Linked DNA regions of Mus musculus: all the other regions are linked to region 1. A link is a contact called in public HiChIP or PLAC-seq and promoter capture Hi-C data. All regions are on one chromosome and are shown on one strand. Each heading gives the region's core, a stretch centred on a gene start, on an enhancer-like site or on the middle of the called end of the contact. The rest is flanking DNA. Distances are from core to core; before and after follow the strand shown. Region 1 holds the start of Rnf5 (ring finger protein 5). Region 2 holds the start of H2-Ab1 (histocompatibility 2, class II antigen A, beta 1). Region 3 holds the start of Tap1 (transporter 1, ATP-binding cassette, sub-family B (MDR/TAP)).

Region 1 (2,700 bases), core at 76-2,575:
TAGCGTGTTCTCGTCTCCCGCCCATGGACACCTTTGCCCTGGGTGATTTACATGGCTTGGTGAAGAGCCCTTGCGAATGCGAGGACTGTTACCTAATTCTGGGCCTTGGGCCATAGTGAGGGTCACTGAGTGCTGGAAAGGCCCTAGCTGCCAGCCGTCCAGCCAGGAAAAAGATCCAAATCTATGCAGGGCAAACTACAAGGAAGGGGCGGATCTACCCCATTCTACGGCGGGTCACCTAGGGGTCGGCCTCTGTCCTTTGGGCGCCCACTCCCAAGAGGGTGGAACCAGTCCTTTTCTGCTTGTAAGGTTTAGGACGGAGTGGGGGTCCACTGTGGTCTGCTGTGTCACATTACAACGGTGGGCCTTTGGCTCGGTCCTGCTGTGAGAATCACCTAGAGAGGCTAAGTCGTCCAACCGAGAGAGTGGGGTTAACACCGGCGCCACAGACCGACGGCCGCACCATCCACGCGTCGGGCTAACCCCAGCTCTGCTCCCCGCTTCTCCGAGAGGGAGGGGCGGACCCAAGGTCTTCCCTCTACGTCACCCAAGGAGGCCGGAGCCATCTTGAACCCTGCGACCCTGGTACTTCTGCCCTTCCCCCTCCCCCCTTAGCTCTGCACCGTCTCTCCAGATCTCGGCCAATCAGCGGCGGAGTAAACCGCCCAATCAAGCGGAGAGAGTCCGGGCGGAAAGACCCGGATAAGGCCGAGTCGAGGCCTTTGAACCTAAGGCCCCGCCAATAGCGGAGGGGTTGCCATGGTGACGAGAGAGAGCGAGTGAAGGGGCGGGACTGGAGTCGACACCGCCTTCGTCTGGGTTGGCCTATTCCACGCCCCCCCCCCCCGCTTATTGCGCATGCTCATTCTTCCGTGTCATGCCAGCCAATCATTTGATTTGGAACCATTCGCTCTAAAGTCCAATAGGAACCCGGACCTTCTAAGAAAGAGGAAGAGAAGGAAAAAAAGAGGCTTATGGTGGGCGAGTTCTGTAGGCCTGAGCCAATCCCTTCTGAGCTTTGGTTATGACTGGCAGCTGAACTGACGAATCAAAGCCTCTTTAGCTGAGTGACAACACAGGCCTAGCTCATTATGACCAATCCCTCGGCAGTGCATAGTTACTGAAGCCCTATCAGCCAATCATCATCGTGCAAGGGTAGGGGCCCCACACACACCTTTTTCCGCCCCCACTCTTTGGATCAATCGTGTCCTTTGAATTCTATATGATTGGCAGGTACCTCGACCAATAATGATGAGAAAAACTTGAAGTTTGCCCAACGATCCTGGGCCGAAGGCGGACCTGCTTTGTTGGGGCGTGAGTGTGTGTGTGCCTGTGTGTGTGCCCTGTGTTAGTGTATATGTGTGTGTGCCTGGGGGTACTGAGGGCTACGTGGGGGCGAAGCAGAACTTGCCATGGCAGCAGCGGAGGAAGAAGACGGGGGCCCCGAAGGGCCAAATCGCGAGCGGGGCGGGGCGAGCGCGACCTTCGAATGTAATATATGTCTGGAGACAGCTCGCGAAGCTGTGGTCAGCGTGTGTGGCCACCTGTATTGGTGAGAATCCGAGTCAGGGGCTTGGGGTGAGGCGGCGGGGTTCGTCTTTGTGCTGGGGAGGCCGAGAGCGGGGACCATGCAGTTTTTTTCAGATGACCAGAGGGCATATGTCCCACCCCACCTCCCCACATACACGTAGGGGAGGCCTAAAGTGAGGACTTGTGTCTTTGCTGATGTATGTAGATGGGGTGGGGGTGCGGGAAGGGTCACATCTGTGCAAATGAGATATCTTTCCAGGGAGGGTCCTATGAGCTGGTGCATGGTATGTTATGAGGAGGAATGGGAAATGGGGGACGCTGCATATTCCTCCATTCGAGACCTGAACCACAGTACCCCGTTAGACCTACCCAGGTGTTGAGATAAAATAGATGAGAGACTTTTCAGTTTAGGGGATGTGCCTGTCGGAGGAGGAGGGAAGATCTAGGGACTATGGACCTAGATGTGGGTCATATTAAGATGAGATGTGGGAGGGGGTGATTTGTCAAACCTGAAGACAATGGCATTGTGTAAGGACAAGATGGAGAGGGTGAAGGGTCATGGAGAGAGGGGTTTTACTGAGCTTGAAGTAAGGAGGAGAGGAACAATGTGGGTGTCTGAAAACCATGGGAGTCTGGAGGATTAGGAGCAAGAATGGAGTTCAGGCTGAAAGGAAACCTGTTGAATTGGGAAGTCAAGTTCGGAGGCAGAAAGGGGGAGGTTGAAGGTGTGTGTGTGTGTGTGTGTGTGTGTGTAGAGGGAGACAGACAGGGAGAGACAGAGAGGAGACACCGGAAGAGAGAAAAGGATCAAATGTGTGGAGGATGTTGAGGACCCAATGTGAGTACCTTTAAATGTCAAGTATCAAAGGCAAGAAGCTGGAAAAGTCAAGTTAGCAAGTATGCTAGAAGCTGTTGGGAATATGGAGAGAAATGGAGCAGTAGAGCAGCAGTGCCTGGGAGACAGGTGGTGGGTGGGCTTCCATGTTCTGGGGTCTGCAGCTCTCTTCTGTAGTTTGACGTGTGCTTTTTGTTTGTTTTTCATCCAGTTGGCCCTGTCTTCACCAGGTATGTGTTCATGAGGTGGACTGGGAAACAGGGAGGGTCAAGGAGCTCCGAGATGCTCTTTGTACTTGAAAACACTTCATATTTCCTTTGCAGTGGCTGGAGACC
Region 2 (2,700 bases), core at 13-2,512, 340 kb after region 1:
AAACGCAAACGGTACTTGGTACATTTGAAAAAAAAAATAATAATAAAACTAAGGGACACCAAAAGTTGGGTGGTAGAGGGGGGGGGATGGGCCTGGGTAGAGTTGGAAGAGGGAGTAAATATGACCAAAACTGTACGAAATTCTCAGCGAACTAATAAAACTAGGATACAAAAAATAAATAAAATATTTGCCAGTTTCTGCTACCCCACCCCCACCCTGTGGGACTCTCTCCTGTGTGCAAAAGGCCCTGACCCCCTAGGGGGCACTCGTTCTCAGGAGAGCCCCGACTACAAAACCAACAAATGGGAATCCAGGCAACCTCTGAGAACTGCCTGCTTGCACGGTCACTCCAGGCATCTTAAGGGTAACTGCGAGACTGAAGACACCTCTATGGCTTAGGGGACTGGGGCTTTATTTACTCTCTGGTCTCCGAACGAACTAGGACACCTCCGCTCACCCCAGGGTATGTATCACATATGTCCCTTCTGGGCCTAGTGTTTTCTTGGAAATTCAATTTACTAACTCAGTGTTTGAGTTCTGGATTCCATTTGACCAAAAAAATTAGGTTTCTTGGTCACTGGCTTCTCTCTGAGTTAGACGCCTAGAGTTCGCTCTCTTAAACCTCCACTCCACATGAGGAGTTGTCCGCAAACATCGGGACCACAGACCATCGCTGATCTGTTTCCCCACTTCAGAATCTGGCATTTCCTCCAGACAATGTACGGGGTGGGGGTGGGGGGCACTGGTATTGTAAGCCCTGTACGGGGGAGTGGGTGGGGGCACTGGTATTGTAAGCCCTGCTGTCTCCCCATGCACAACCCTTATCTTTGGTGGTCGATTTAAATTCTGCCGCCTCCTCCTCCTCCTCCGTTTATATGTCAGGCTCGCACCGGCGGCGGCACCATCCTAACTCAATATTAGAACACAGAAGTGAGAATGGAGTCTCACTCTCTCTTCAGAGAAAGGAAATCTATAGTAAAATCAGGATTTTGCCACCCCCTCCCACATCCCAGAGTCCCCAGGGTCCCTCAGAACACGACCCCCAGAGTGCTGGCTCTGGAGAGCCCTGCCCCCGGCACTTACTTTCGGAGTCTCCGCCCTCAGTCCCTGGGCTGCTCAGCACCATCAGCACCACCACAGCAGCCGAGAGGAGGAGGCTGGGGATCTGCAGAGCCATCTCTAAGGCACAGGTAATGGCAGTCACCAGGACTCACACCTGCTGTGCCCCCTTCAGAAAGCAAAGTTCTGTAGCCTGGAGTGATCTGAAATCCCAGAGTGTCAGGGTTGGTCCCAAGTGAGGAACCAATCAGCATTGGAGCTGAAGTCTGTCATCTGTCTCTGGGTAGACTTTGTTTACAAAGGCTCTCTATGCGCGGCATGGTCTGTTTCTTCATGAGCCCCACTGGATGAACGTTTGAGGTGACTGCTCCTCTCAGTTACAGAGTAAACTTTTCTAAACTGCAGACTGCCTGTGTTTGGGGGTTTAAAGAGAAAAGTGCGTGAAGTATAGACAACTTTGGGATAATTATTTCAAATCTACTGTTCTTACACTTGAGGTTGTAGTGGGAGAAATGAGTGTGACATGTATTAAGAGACAGAGAAATCATGTTTTGTTACATCTGACCCTCTGGGGTGCCTCAGGTGAGAAAGCAGAGTTCTTGGGGAGTCGCTGAGCCTCTTTCCAATCCTGGAATTCTCTTTGTAAAATGCAAGCCATGTTCCCTGAACTGTATTCTAGGTTTTGATAAGCTCACATGGAAGAGCAGTGTGATGTGGTTAATAATGGAAAGCATTGAGCTGTCCTGTGTACATGTTGGAAATGTCAGGTTAATGTGTGTCTCAGCCCTGCTGGCTCATGCACCTTCCCCATGCAGGAGTCTTCTACATTCACGATATTCCAATGAAAATACAGAAGTTGATCAGCCCAACGTTGCTCTTGTGGATTCTTCTGCTGTTTAAATCCTCCATAACCATGATGTCAGCTAAGGAAAACTCCACAACCTTTTAGGGCTTCCAGATCCAGCTGCCTGGAATTTCAAGGACAAAAGGCTAATGGTGTAAAATAGCAGTTTCAGGAAGGGACAGCCATAGGTTTGTCACACTGTGCCAGGCTGAATAACAGAGTCATCAACTTGTGCTTCAAATACATCTCTCCTCAGGTATACACTACTAAGTCTAATTGTCCATCAGCTGGAATGGTACCTGACAAATACCAAATGACTAAACAATAAGTCTCTTTCCCTGAAACTACAACACTATCTCTATTATTTTAGATCCTAGTTAAACAGGGGTCAGGACCTGAAAACAGAGTTGATGAAGGAAAAGGGAAAGACGTAGAGTTGGGTAACAAGACCATCCCGTGGGGGCTCCAGCAGCGCAGGTGAACTGCAGCATTCCAGGGTCCACACTGGCACCCTGATGTAGAGAACCAGAGAGGGACCGCACTGGGCTCTCACCATCAGCTCTGCTCAGGACAGACACAGATCTCCTAAGCCTAGGCAGGGAGCATGCAGGAGAAACATCAACTCAGATGTGGAAAGGGTTAGCAGACAAACATGGCCATTCAGGGACCATGGCAGTGGATGCTCTCAGGGTCCTCAGCCCCCACGTCAGACCTCCACACAATAATCTGCAGCCTCTGCCTCTTCTACACCTTCCCTAAGATGAAACCTAATAGGCTGTGTCCTCGGCTGGGAAGAG
Region 3 (2,700 bases), core at 120-2,619, 420 kb after region 1:
CTGGGCTACATAATGAATTCCAGAAGAGCCAAAGCTACAAAGAAAGACCCTATCTCAAAAAGGAAAGAATAGAAAAGAGGGGAAGGGGGAGGGGAGGGGAGGGGAGGGGAGGGGAGGGGAGGGGAGGGGAGGGGAGGGGAGGGGAGGGGAGGGGAGGGGAGGGGAGGGGAGGGCAGGGGAGGGGAGAGGAGAGGAGAGGAGAGGAGAGGAGAGGAGAGGAGAGGAGAGGAGAGGAGAGGAGAGGAGAGGAGAGGAGAGGAGAGAGAAGAGGAGAGGAGAAGATGGCGGTGTGGAAAGAAACCTTCACATTTGGGCTATGATGTGAAGTTCTGCTCCCAGAAGACCCTGTCCCCAACGCCCTTGTCTGGACCCCTTCTCGGGCCTGGGTCCTTCTCTTTCCGCCTAAGTTGCCTCCTTAGTGTCTCTGACGCTTCCCGGGACTACTTTACTCTCCCTTTCTGCCTGGAATGCCCATTGCCCTGTCCCCTGTGGCCTGCTCTTTCACCCAGTCTCCCTTACCAAGGCAAGAGAGAATCAAGAGAACCAGAACCAGGTAGAGACGTCTCTTCTTAGGGCCCAGGAAGCCCAGCATCCGACACAGCATGTCTCCAGCGTCCCTGTTGCCGCTGGGCGCCCAGAGGCTCCCCAACTTGTGCCACAGGGCGGCTGCGGGCAATGCTGCCACATAACTGATAGCGAAGGCATCTGGACGACTGTTCCAGTACAGTAATCCAGCGCTGTCACCCTCCCGGAGTGTTCCCCAGGCGGCCAGCTCTCGGAACAAGGCAAGTCCAGGCAGGGCCAAACTCAGTGCGGCCACCAGCGGCTGCAAAGCAGCCAGCCAGCCATGGGCTCCTGCGGTGACCCCGAGGACCCCGCGGACCCCTAGTCCTAGGATGGCCCAGCGACTCAGGCCCACCACCCAGACCCGGAGCAGCGGCACCTCGGGAACCAACAGGGAGAAGATTCCCGGGAGCATGGGCCGCAGCAGCAGCCAGTCCACCAGAAGGAGCAGGGCGGCCGCCAGCCAGACGTGCGCAGCCATCGAGCGTGAGCTGTCCAGAGTCTGGTCCTAGCCTGGGACTCTCGACGTCCGCGCTGCACAGGAGTCTCCGTGGGGAAGGAAGAAGGGCGGGTCCGAGGGCGTGCGCGTAAAGTCCCGGGAACCCGCTCGAGCTGGTGGAGCTGACTAGAAGTGCTGGCGTTTAGAGGAAGAAGAAACCGAAAGCCGACCTCGAATCACTAGACACGCCTCCTTCTGAGACTGGCTTGCTCAGGCTGTTCTGGAAGCTGCCGCTGAAGCTGTAGTTGGAGTTCTGCCTAGCAGCCCTGGCCTGTCGTGTTCTTCTCCATGAATCTCATTCTCCTCTTCTTCCCCAGCCCCCTTAACTTGCTTGCGTGAATTTTCCCATCCCAGGCCCCACCCCAGATTGAGGGCAGGACCCTCTGTCGTCACCTGTCTCTGGGCAGATTTGCCCTGCTCAGGTTTGCTCTGGGCGCCAAATGCTGGTAGAACGGCACGCCCCTTGCGCGATGATGGGGCGGGGCCTCAGTCTGCAAGTTGCCTGCACCGCGCGCAGCCGCTGATTGGAAAGCCGAGCCCCGCTCTGCTGAGATGCTGCGGGCAGGAGCACCTACCGCCGGCTCGTTCCGGACGGAAGAAGTCCACACCGGGGTAATGGGTCTCGGGGTGAGAGTCAGCGGGTGGAGTGATCAGGGACCCCTAAAGCTCTGGAAGTAAACCAAGAGACTTAGGAAGCTTGTAGCGCCCAGCGCTTGCGCTCCACAGTGAACGTAGGGTATCCCTGCTCAGAAGTGTGGTGTCCAGGGGTCTGTGGAGGGATCCGCATGCGAAGCTGGTGAGAAGGTGCGTTCTTTGGCTTGAGCTGGAAGCGTCTAAGGGAAGTTGCTCCAAAGCGCTTTCGCTTTCACTCTAGACTGCGCAGTTGGGGTTACTGGCTAAATCAAGTGAGGGGCTTGGGGACCCCTGCAAAAGAGGTGCTGAGGTGTCCTGGATGAAGCACCTGAGAGAAGGTAATATGGAGGCTCACTGAAAAGGACCTACCTACACATCATACAGATCTTTGCTTAACCTAGCCCCAGACAGCCCCCACCCTGAGTGAGGACAAGCTCTCTGGCGCCAGGATTGAGGGGGAGATGGGGATGATCGGTGGTCCTCCTTGTTCCAGGTGCTGCCCTGCAGCACACTCCACCCCACCCTGTCCCAACACCGTCATTCCCATGCTTGCCTGAGAACTTTGCCCAGACCTAGGAGCTGGGAAGATGGCAGCTGGTTTCTGCTCTCTAAAAGCCACCAACCACAGTGTTAACATGGTGTGGAGGAACAAAGTGGACATTTCTGGCCTTTTACTTGTGCTCAGAAAGCACACTCGCGGGCAGGGTCCCCGGAGATCAGAACGACATGGAGTGGACAGAAAGGTTGGAAAAAGTCTCCCTCGCTGCCACGGAGCTGTGGGACTTAGAAATCAAATCAATCAAGGGTTCAGAGTGAGACCTGAGTCAACTTGGGAAGCTCATTCGTCTCCATAAGTCAGTTTTCTCAGTGCACCCAAGGGTCTCCTAAGGTGCCTTTTAACCTAGAAGGTGTGGGGGAAGTAGATGTGTCTACCCTCCTTCACTTATCCGTAATTCTTTCCTTGACCTGGAAAAACTCTGCTATCCAGAAGTCCTTTCCCCTGG

What was found. Promoter capture Hi-C pulls out the DNA fragments that hold promoters and counts their contacts. HiChIP or PLAC-seq counts read pairs in DNA pulled down with a chosen protein or histone mark.
Region 2: an H3K4me3 HiChIP or PLAC-seq map of bone marrow-derived macrophages shows a contact between it and region 1, with 2.7 times the contacts expected there. The contact joins the promoter of H2-Ab1 here to the promoter of Rnf5 in region 1. A contact is called at or near these places in 9 of 39 promoter capture datasets (the 3T3-L1 cell line, 3T3-L1-derived adipocytes, the C10 cell line and 4 more), 4 of 484 Hi-C or Micro-C datasets (B cells, bone marrow-derived macrophages, embryonic stem cells and 1 more), 4 of 115 datasets of contacts at active chromatin or transcription factors (bone marrow-derived dendritic cells, bone marrow-derived macrophages and cardiomyocytes) and 3 of 9 other capture datasets (adipose tissue, liver and macrophages).
Region 3: a contact with region 1 is called in a promoter capture Hi-C map of embryonic stem cells, with 4 times the contacts expected there. The contact joins the promoter of Tap1 here to the promoter of Rnf5 in region 1. A contact is called at or near these places in 14 of 39 promoter capture datasets (the 3T3-L1 cell line, 3T3-L1-derived adipocytes, the C10 cell line and 7 more), 8 of 484 Hi-C or Micro-C datasets (B cells, the G1E-ER4 cell line, Th1 cells and 3 more), 10 of 115 datasets of contacts at active chromatin or transcription factors (bone marrow-derived dendritic cells, bone marrow-derived macrophages, embryonic stem cells and 3 more) and 3 of 9 other capture datasets (adipose tissue, liver and pancreatic islet).

Annotation. Positions count from the first base shown.
Region 1 is chr17:34,602,186-34,604,885 of GRCm38.p6, reverse strand. It overlaps Rnf5 (ring finger protein 5), which reads left to right and starts at 1,325. Exons shown (of 6, transcript NM_019403.3): 1 at 1,325-1,552; 2 at 2,577-2,595; 3 at 2,689-2,700. The coding sequence starts at 1,413. It also overlaps a transcript of Agpat1 not described here.
Region 2 is chr17:34,261,789-34,264,488 of GRCm38.p6, reverse strand. It overlaps H2-Ab1 (histocompatibility 2, class II antigen A, beta 1), which reads right to left and starts at 1,262. Exons shown (of 6, transcript NM_207105.3): 1 at 1,084-1,262. The coding sequence starts at 1,177.
Region 3 is chr17:34,186,225-34,188,924 of GRCm38.p6, reverse strand. Tap1 (transporter 1, ATP-binding cassette, sub-family B (MDR/TAP)) reads right to left here and starts at 1,369. Exons shown (of 11, transcript NM_013683.2): 1 at 520-1,369. The coding sequence starts at 1,045. It overlaps Psmb9 (proteasome (prosome, macropain) subunit, beta type 9 (large multifunctional peptidase 2)), which reads left to right and starts at 1,595. Exons shown (of 6, transcript NM_013585.2): 1 at 1,595-1,675. The coding sequence starts at 1,616.